2 separate regions of the Mus musculus genome follow, and region 1 is linked to region 2. Evidence: chromatin contacts called from public Hi-C data. All regions are on one chromosome and are shown on one strand. The core of a region is the stretch at or near the end of the contact, and the rest is flanking DNA. Distances in the headings are between cores, read along the strand shown. Region 1 has its middle 32 kb from the start of Enpp6. Region 2 overlaps Irf2 (interferon regulatory factor 2).

Region 1 (4,826 bases), core at 2,142-4,641, 180 kb before region 2:
CTACACAATGGAGTACTACTCAGCTATTAAAAAGAATGAATTTATGAAATTCCTAGCCAAATGGATGGACCTGGAGGGCATCATCCTGAGTGAGGTAACACAATCACAAAGGAACTCACACAATATGTACTCACTGATAAGTGGATATTAGCCCCAAACCTAGGATTCCCAAGATATAAGGTACAATTTGCTAAACACATGAAACTCAAGAAGAATGAAGACTGAAGTGTGGACACTATGCCCCTCCTTAGAATTGGGAACAAAACACCCATGGAAGGAGTTACAGAGACAAAGTTTGGAGCTGAGATGAAAGGATGGACCATGTAGAGACTGCCATATCCAGGGATCCACCCCATAATCAGCATCCAAACGCTGACACCATTGCATACCCTAGCAAGATTTTATTGAAAGGACCCAGATGTAGCTGTCTCTTGTGAGACTATGCCGGGGCCTAGCAAACACAGAAGTGGATGCTCACAGTCAGCTAATGGATGGATCACAGGGCTCCCAATGGAGGAGCTAGAGAAAGAACCCAAGGAGCTAAAGGGATCTGCAACCCTATAGGTGGAACAACATTATGAACTAACCAGTATCCCGGAGCTCTTGACTCTAGCTGCATATGTATCAAAAGATGGCCTAGTCGGCCATCACTGGAAAGAGAGGCCCATTGGACAAGTAAACTTTATATGCCCCAGAACAGGGGAACGCCAGGGCCAAAAAGGGGGAGTGGGTGGGTAGGGGAGTGGGGGTGGGTGGGTATGGGGGACTTTTGGGATAGCATTGGAAATGTAAATGAGCTAAATACCTAATAAAAAATGGGGGAAAAAAAAGAAGAGGGAGCGAGATGTGTGCGGACATGCTTGCTTTATCTTGTCATGGGGTACCCTCCCACGCTGTGATGCAAGAAGGCGGCTCTCAGTAGATGCCACCATCTTGATCTTGCACGTCGCAGCCTCTAGAACTTTGAACCAAATAAACATTCTTTCTAGACTAACCAGTCAGTGGTATTGACTTACAGCGTCAGAAAATAAATTAATATTGTATTAGTAACCTTGCATATCTTGCACAAGTATTTTAGCTGTACATATCACATAGATAAATGTTGAAAGAAAACACACCAGAAATATTCATTTCCATCGATAGTGGGGTTGTTGGACGTTCTCATTTACTTAAGTTGCTTTTCTGGTTTTTGCTTGTTTGTTTTAGGTTGTATCCAGGAGTCTAAAGATCTCTCACGAGGGAAGACTATGTATGCTAGATGGGTTGACACAGCTTTGTGGTTCCAATGACAGTGAGGTGTCCAATGGCCTGGCGTTGTTTCTAATGTCCCGAGACAAACATTTTAGTGGTAGCAAAATCAAGGTCAGAATGAAAAACTTGGTGTGCTCTGGAATGCAGAAGAGACCCATGAGAGACTCAGCCATGATTTCAGAGCTCCCAGAAAAGGGTTTAGCATTAACATCCAGGGTCGATGGAGGCAGGGATGTCCCACTGTACCATAGAACATGCTTTAACTATGGAAGTGCCCCGGTAATGTCTCTGTGAAGCTGGGGACTGTGCCGATAATAGGGTGGAGGTTATTGCCAGAGCAGAACCCTTTATATTCAGTCCACCCATTTGTATATTTGACTTTCACACAGTATTCTATTTGAAGATGGACACCATGTCAAAATAGTAAAGTAACACGGATTCTGGCTATACACTAGCTCTCCATCCCTGTGATAAAACACCCAGGATGGCTTATGACCTGAGAGGTTTTATCTTGGCTCATGGGTACAGAGGTTTCATTCTTTCCTTTGTAGGCTCATTTTCTGGAGCTAATGGAAGGGAGCGTATGATGGTAAGAGAGACTCAGTGGAACATAGCTGCTCACTATAGCAATAGAGAAACAAACAAACAAACAAAAACAAACAAGGAAAACATCCGTTGCAGTTCCGGTTCCCCCGTCAATGGGATACCTTGTCCAATATCCTGCTTTCTTCCGGCAAAGACTACAGTATCTTCCAATGGTATCCCCGGTTGGTGACTGTGCTGGTTAGTTCTCTATCAGCTTGACACAAGCTGCCGTAGTCATCTAAGAGGAGAAAATCTCAACTGAGAAAATGCCTCCGTAAGACCTGGCTGTCCGCAAGCATGTTGGGTGTCCTTTGAATTAACAATGGATGGGGGACTAGACTGGTGGTCCTGGGTTCTATGAGCAAACCGGCTGAGCAAGCTATGAGGAGAAGTCAGTGAGCAGCGCCCCTCCACGGCCTCTGCATCAGCTCCTGCCTCCAGGTTCTTGCACAGTTTGAGAATCTGCCTTGGATTCCCTTAATGGACTCTATGACTCAGGACATCTAAGCCAAATAAACCCTTTCTTCCCCCAAGTGGCTTTTGGCTTTTTATGATGGTGTTTCATCACAGCAATAGAAACCCTAAGACAGTGACCAACCCTTGAGCACATGCCACCTTTTGCAACAGTACAACATACATACCATAATATTTAGTCTTTACTAAAGCTAAACAGATGGCCGCCAGCTCTCCTCCTACAGACCCACTTTTCTACCTTTATGGTTGAGATTCAACAAAAAGGCAATGATTGTTTTCAAACATCTTTTTTAAAAAAGATTTATTTATTGTTGATTGATTGATTGATTGATTGATTGATTATAGATACAGTATTCTGTCTGCATGTATGTCTGGATGGCAGAAGAGGGCATCAGATCCCAGTATAGATTATTATGAGTCCCATTTGGTTGCTGGGAATTGAACTCAGGACCTCTCTTGAAGAATAGCCAGTGCTCTTAACCTCTGAACCATCTCTCCAGCCCCTCAAAACTCTTAATATTGCCAAAGAATTAACCCCCAAATCAACCTGCTGGGGAAATCACCAGCTTTCCTTAACATTCTTGCATGCATTGAGCATGGTTGTCTTTAAAACTCTGTGTGATTCTGATGGATGTTTAGATGAAGTCCTTTATTGTGCGTGACGCGTTGTGAGGATGTGTCCCCTCCCCTTGGGGCTATCTCCCAAGCCTCTCCCTCTTTGGAGAAGACCTGTTGTTCCCTCAGCTATCCAAGCAGGCTTGTGCTTGATTTTTAGTCTCATTAGTCCCTCATCCAATCACAGGAGTTGGCTTCTGGGAAAGCCAGAGCTATAATAGGGCTCTTGTGAAAAACCAAGATGTAAAGTCTCTCCTGTCCCCTGTTCCCGTACTCTACCTAGACCTGCAGAATTTCCAGGTACCTGTGCTAACAAGCAAGCGAACAAGCGGAGGCCTTCCAGGTCCAGTTGGCCACACATTGCTACTTAATAGTATACTAGGGTTCCTGACCAAAGGGTGTTCAAGTACAAGTTACCAAAGAGGTGGGGGTCTAAAATAGAAATGTTAAACGGCAACAAGAGAATGGCCACCAGGTGGCGCCATAGTTCCAAAATACAATCTTAATCCCAGCTGTGAAATATCAAAAGGCTTATTGCAGTGATTCTCTTCCCATCTTAGGTTTGTATCGAGCTACTGTCTACAGCTTGCACTGCCACGGTCAGCCAAACCTCTCAAGTTTGTTCATATTACTAACTCAAAGGTAAATTCAGTGGAAATTCAAGGGATGCAGAAGTGGGGAGTGGGGGGTGTAGGGGAGTGTTTAAAGTGTTTTAAACAAAACCAGTGGAGTTAAAAAATGAGTATTTATCTCAGCAACAGAGAGTTTAAATATGTATTTAAAAGCCATTTAACATATGTTCAACATTTAGATGTTAAATATGTACATGCATGGAATATTCTAATATGTAAATAGAACAGAAAATAGATTTATTTATACAAAATTGTATGCTGTATATATTTAAATGTTTGTCTGTTTTCTTCTTTTCTTCTTCTGTCTTCATTGTATCTTTTTAAATTTTTAAAAAAAGATTTATTTATTTATTATATGTAAGTACACTGTAGCTATATTCAGACACTCCAGAAGAGGGCGTCAGATCTTGTTAGGATGGTTGTGAGCCACCATGTGGTTGCTGGGATTTGAACTCAGGACCTTTGGAAGAGGAGCATCAACACCGCCCCATCCCTGCCAAGGTGGGCTCTATTCCCATAACCATCAGCTGGAATCAGTCCTTCACCGTTAACTAGAGCGCAACCCGCCCCCTCCACGCCCCAGGAAGTGCAGCACTGGATAACAAGGAAGAGTGATGAGAAGATGTCAGAGAACACAGAACCATCTAGAACAACTGAGTTAAAACAACATCCATAAAAATTAGAACAACTTTCTGAAATGGAAAATATCTGCCCCCATAATGCCCAAGGCAAATTAATTATAGTTCAAATGAAAGCTGTTTCTTTCAGAAGTGTTTTATTTTCCAAAGTCAATACTGCAACGCTTTTAAAGTTAGAGAGAAATGCAAAATCCGTGGGCTTCAGCCTTTTGACCCACATCAATAACTGCCAGGAGACGCTGGAAGTATATTTAGAACTTTGAACATAACGTGGTGTATGGCATGAAATGTTTACGGGAAGCCAATATTATTGCTTGCATGAGAAAGCAAGGAGACATTATCAGGATTCCTAGAGCTAAGAAAATACTGTCCATACTTCCTTACCCACAAAAGCAGGACACAATTCTTACTAAACAAGACCAGAACAGTTTATGATCACAAGAAGTCATTAGCAATAATTTTAAGTGGACCATAAAAATAAAGACCAAGAATGTGATTTAAATAGTAAATGTACTATGCATAATAAAAAAGCACACACTGATGAAAATCGTATCTCAAATCCTTTATCCAAATAATTTTTTTATTGAAAGTGGATTTTTTTCCCTTCGTACATTTCGATTATGATCCTGAA
Region 2 (5,002 bases), core at 1,549-4,048:
TTATACCGGCAGAAGGCTAGCTTCATGGAGGGCCCTGGGCTAGCAGTGGAGAGGGAATTGGTTTGGATTCATGGTTTTTCACATGTTAAAATACAGAAATAGGGATGGAGAGATGGCTCAGCAGTTAAGAGCACAGCTGCTCTTCCAGAGGTCCTGTAATTCCCAGCAACCGCATGGTGGCTCACAACCATCTGTAATGGGATCTGATAGCCTCTTCTGGTGTGTCTGAAGAGAGCAATGGTGTACTCATATACATAAAGTAAATAAATAAATCTTTTTTAAAAATACAGAAGTAAATGTAGATGTGAAAAAGCATGTGCGTGTAAGTATGTATGTATATATACATATTGTAAATATACATGTATGTCCATGCGTATATACATATTGTAAATATACATGTATGTCCATGTGTATATGTGTTCTCTATCCTTGTCCTCTCAGAGAGCCTGGGACAAGCCACAGAAACATCAAGAACAATGCCCTGTTCAAAGCTTAGTTTCTGAATACACCACTAACCAGAACCAGAGATTCTTAGAACAATGGCTGACTCCAAGGTCAGGCCAGGGAACACAAAAGACAAGCCTTAACCAAAGTGTTTGCTTACTTATTTGGGGGAAAAAAGGAAAAGGTCTTCAAAGGATAACAAAATATATCCAAAAAAAAAGAAAAGAAAAGAGAAGAGAAGAGAAGAGAAGAGAAGAGAAGAGAAGAGAAGAGAACATAGTGCCAAACTTCAGCTTAAAAGGCCCATGGTAGCCAAATCAGACAGAATATGAGCACCAAATAAGTAATAATAAAAATGTAGGGATCCAGGAATAAGTAAATAGAGAGTAAGCTTTTCCATAAAGAAGAATGTCAATCAACAAACAGAACAATGGGAACCGGACATTAACATTTGGTACCTAGCAAAGCGATAATTCTTCAGGTAAGGAGCACCCATGAAAAGTGGGGCATGCTGGCAGGCACAGCCTGTTTACCCAGCTCCTGGAAGGCTGGTGCAGGAGCAGCATCACAAGTTTAAGGCCTACAAGGGCTCCATATTGAGTCTGAAGCTGGCCTGGGCTATGTCACCAGATCCTGTCTCAAGGAACAATAACTAGGGCTGGTGAGATGGCTCAGTAGGTAGAGATGCCTACTGCCAAGCCCAATGGCCTGAGTTCAATTCCCAGAATGCACGGTAGAAAAACAGAACGGATCACAGCAAGTTGCCCTCTGCCTTCCACACACCCATCCTAGACATACCCCCTAATAAATTTTAAAACATAGGAGGAGCAGGTGGAGAAAGATTGGTAAATACTAAGCTGTAAGGGAAAAGACTGATAAATGGGGCCTCTGCATAGGCCTAAAAGTATCTCTCACAAAATATTTTTACAACAAAGGGGGGAATAACTTAACAACAACAACAAAAGGCTAACAACTCCTTAATCAGGCGAGGAAATGAACATCATCGGGAAAGGGTCACATCAGAGTCGTATGTGACCCACAAGAACGCTGGATGAAGGCATCACACTTGTGAGGATGTGATTTGAAAGTACCTGACCTGAATAACATCACGAGGAAATGCCCAAGGAGCCCAGATTGGCAGATATTCTATAGGATAATGGCCTCTAATTGTCAAAAAAAAAAAAAATGTCAAGTTCATGCAAGCTGAGGACAGATTAAAAAGGAAGGGTTCCTGAATGCAGTGCCTGGCCCTGAATCAGACGCAACACAAAGGCCATTATTGAGACATCTGGCAGACTTGAATGGGCCTGTGCATTAATGGTACCAGTGCACCAGTGCGTTTCCTGGTGCTGGTGGTCATGCTGTGGTGATGTGTCTTTGATGTAGGAAAGACACACTCAAGTATGCAGGAGAGATGAGACATCAGAGTTACAAGTGACTTGCTGAGGATTCTGGGGATGGGGGGAGCAGTTGGAGAGAAAAAAGGGATTCTTTGTAGTATTCTTATAACGCCAGTCTAAGTCTGAAATTAGTTCAAAAGGGGAGGACCTGGCGGGAAAGACAATTGCAAAGTATGTAAATAATTTACAAGGAAGGAAGAAAACAAATTTCTGCAAATACAACAAATTCTAGAAAACTCTTTCTGTGGTGCCTCAGTTAACTTTCTATTTCTTTCTATTCCAGGCACTGAACACCATTACCATCTATTCTGCCTGGCTTAAGGGATGACCCAACAACGATCTGGTCCATGAGCCTCTGAGCTTCATTGCCTGGGAAAGATGGGCAGTCCCCCTTCATCAGTCACTTAAAACTGTTACGGTGCAAGGGAAATTAAAAAGATGACTGAAGAGGTGGCCTGCTTGCTTAGAGAAGTCTCTCAAATGTAGACATCCAAGACGTACCTCCAGCCAGCTTCCTATACTAAAATAAAGAAAAAGGGCGGCTTTTAACATTTTAAAACACCATTGATTTCACAGAAGCACTGGGTGGCTTCATATAGGTTAATCTGGTAACAAAGAAAAACATCTCGGCCATCTTTTGCTGGGCAGGCATCACAGGTTGTGGATCTTAGAAGCACACACACACTGAGCCCCAGTAGCCAATTGCCCAAAAGCTCTCTATTTTCCACCAGCCCCTAAAATTGTCCTTCCCAGTATCCGTTCATTTAGAGCATGATTGAAATCCTCACTCCCACAGCCTTTCGGGTACTTGGCTCCACGATGGCCCACCCTGAGGAAGGGCTGCGCTCTGTTTCTCATTTGCAACTTTTCCTCATTTGCAGAAGGAAGTCTGAATGAACCTTCAGTCCTACTTGTTCCAGCCAGGCTGGAAACTGCACTCACTGCACTGACCTCAGAGAACCAAGCAGAGTACATATAACCATTGTCCAGGGAGGAACAGCTAAGACTCTGTGCCCATGGAAAGTGAAGCCAGTGGCTCAAGAACAATTGCTTCCTTCTACAAAGACTGGACCAAGCAGCCATCCCGACTGCCCTCCACCTCCCACAAGCCTGCCCGGGCAGAGCAGCCAGAACACTCTCTCTAAAAACACCAGTTAAGATTCTGTCCGTCTGCTGAAAACCCACTGATGTCACAGTAACTGACTTCCAGCCCCTGTGCTGTCTTTGCACCCCAAACTGCTTGGGCGGGGGCAGGGAGTGTCTACGCCAAGGCTTCAATAGCTGTTGTCGCTCAGCCTCATGTATGTGCTCTTCCACTTGCTGCTACTGTCTGAGAAAGCGCCCTCCGCCCTCCGCTACTAGCTCCTGTATGTGAGCACTTAGTTACCAGTTCCCTGGGCAGTTTTGGGAGGCTTAGAAGATTGCTCTTTGGAATGCTTAGGAGGGAGCACTTAGCAGGAGGAAGTCAGCTATCTGCAGACCTTGGGGTTTCTAGGCCAGCCTTGCCGCCTGACCCCTCAATGCTTGCTGATGCATCCAGATGTGAATGAGCAGCCTCTTACTCCTATTGTTGCCACAGTCATTTCCACCACGATGCCCTTTGGCCTCAATGAAGAATCCATTGTATCTAAATTCAGTGTATCCATACGACATTGTATCCAAATGTCTGTCAAAACAAATCTTTCTTCCCTTGATTCTTGCCAGGGATTTGGTCACAACAACAACACAAAAAAGTAACTAAGACCAGGTGTGGTGGGGCATGCCTCTAACCCCTCAGACAGAGGCAAGTGGATCTTTGTGAGTTCAAGGTCAGCCTGGTCTACAAAATTAGTTCCAGGCCAGCTAGAGCAACATAGTGTCTAGTAAAAAAGTGACTAATACATTGGCTTACTGAGTTTTCTGATTTAGCTTCAAAATTACTCCCTCAGCAAGATTTCTCAGTCTCCCCAAGGAAAGCCCCCACAAATCTATGTGCTTCAACGGTCATAGCCTGTGGCAAAAGCCAAAGGTTAATCAATATTTTTTAAATAAATAACATGTAACTTATTACAGTTTTCTCCCTTATCCATTGTTTCCGTGGTTTTAATTACTGAAGGTCACACACTGTCTGAAAATATTAAATGGAAGTTCCAGAGACAAACAATTCATACATGTAAAGTAACTTATGCTATATTGTTAGAATTGTTCTATTTTATTATTGATGTTGGGTTTTTTATTGTTTATTTGTGTGTGTGTGTGTGTGTGTGTGTGTGTGTGTGTGTGTGTGTGTGTGTTGGGATGTGGGAGGGGGGATATGTGCAGGTAACTAGCAAAAGCCAGAAAAGGGCATCAGATCCTCTGAAATTGGGGCTGTGGATGGCTATAAGATGTTGGAACCAAGCTAGGGTCTTCTGGAAGATCAGCAAGCACTCTTAACTTCTGAGTCATCTCTCTGGCACTTAATATTAGCTCATAATATCCTCTAGTATCCTACTATGCCTAACTCATAATTAAACTTCAGAGGGATGCATGCATAGGAAAAACTTACATTTATATTATACATATTATATATATATATATATATATATATATATATATATATACACATAATATACATACACACACACACACACACACACACACATATATTACTATCCACAATTGCAAAGTACCCCCAGTGGGTGTGTCTTGAACATCAAGCACCATGGTGAACAAAGAGAAATTCATAGGCAATAAAATATCTTTTCTCTATTACCTATATGTGCTATAGAAAATTCTGCTGAAGAAGGCAGTAGGGAATATATTTTTTAATTACTTCTTATAAATAATGTTATATTACTTACAAGATATCAGGATATTGCCTGTTTTAAATTCCATATATAGGAATTCACCAAGAACTTAATCATTCTCTCTAGCGGTGCCTATAACCAACAGTTTGTGATGGTCAGCATGGTGACCGTGTGATTTATTGGCCAAGATGGGACAGTTTTGAGTACGGATCAGGCTCTGATGGTACAGGTCAGTGGCTATCCTGGAAACAGATATTAAGAGGGACTTTCCTCAAGAGAATCAAAAATGAGGTCAGCCTGTGTCACATAGGTGAGATTTTGTCTAAGGAAAGAAAAAGTGGGGCCGTTCTTGGAAAGCCAGAATAGGAGGATCCTCTGGCTGTAAAAACC

What was found. A called contact is a pair of places that touch in the nucleus more often than the background predicts.
Region 1: a Hi-C map of bone marrow-derived macrophages shows a contact between it and region 2, with 20 read pairs. The contact joins two enhancer-like sites. A contact is called at or near these places in 1 of 15 datasets of contacts at CTCF or cohesin (pro-B cells), 7 of 484 Hi-C or Micro-C datasets (the HPC-7 cell line, Sertoli cells, bone marrow-derived macrophages and 4 more), 9 of 115 datasets of contacts at active chromatin or transcription factors (the 230-238 cell line, bone marrow-derived macrophages, effector CD8 T cells and 4 more) and 1 of 9 other capture datasets (bone marrow-derived macrophages).

The regions. Positions count from the first base shown.
Region 1 is chr8:46,952,201-46,957,026 of GRCm38.p6, reverse strand. It overlaps a transcript of Enpp6 not described here. Among named protein-coding and RNA genes, the nearest start is that of Enpp6, 32 kb to the left of the region's middle. Within about 2 kb of position 3,391, at least 9 of the 459 cell types and tissues checked have an H3K27ac peak or open chromatin away from gene starts, as enhancers often do. A contact at or near this core is called in bone marrow-derived macrophages, where this site is marked.
Region 2 is chr8:46,767,842-46,772,843 of GRCm38.p6, reverse strand. The region is part of intron 1 of Irf2 (interferon regulatory factor 2); the gene reads right to left. It overlaps Gm31172 (a long non-coding RNA gene), which reads left to right. Exons shown (of 2, transcript XR_378938.4): 2 at 2,128-2,297. Among named protein-coding and RNA genes, the nearest start is that of Gm31172, 4.5 kb to the left of the region's middle. RefSeq lists an enhancer at 598-2,273. Within about 2 kb of position 2,798, at least 69 of the 459 cell types and tissues checked have an H3K27ac peak or open chromatin away from gene starts, as enhancers often do. A contact at or near this core is called in bone marrow-derived macrophages, where this site is marked.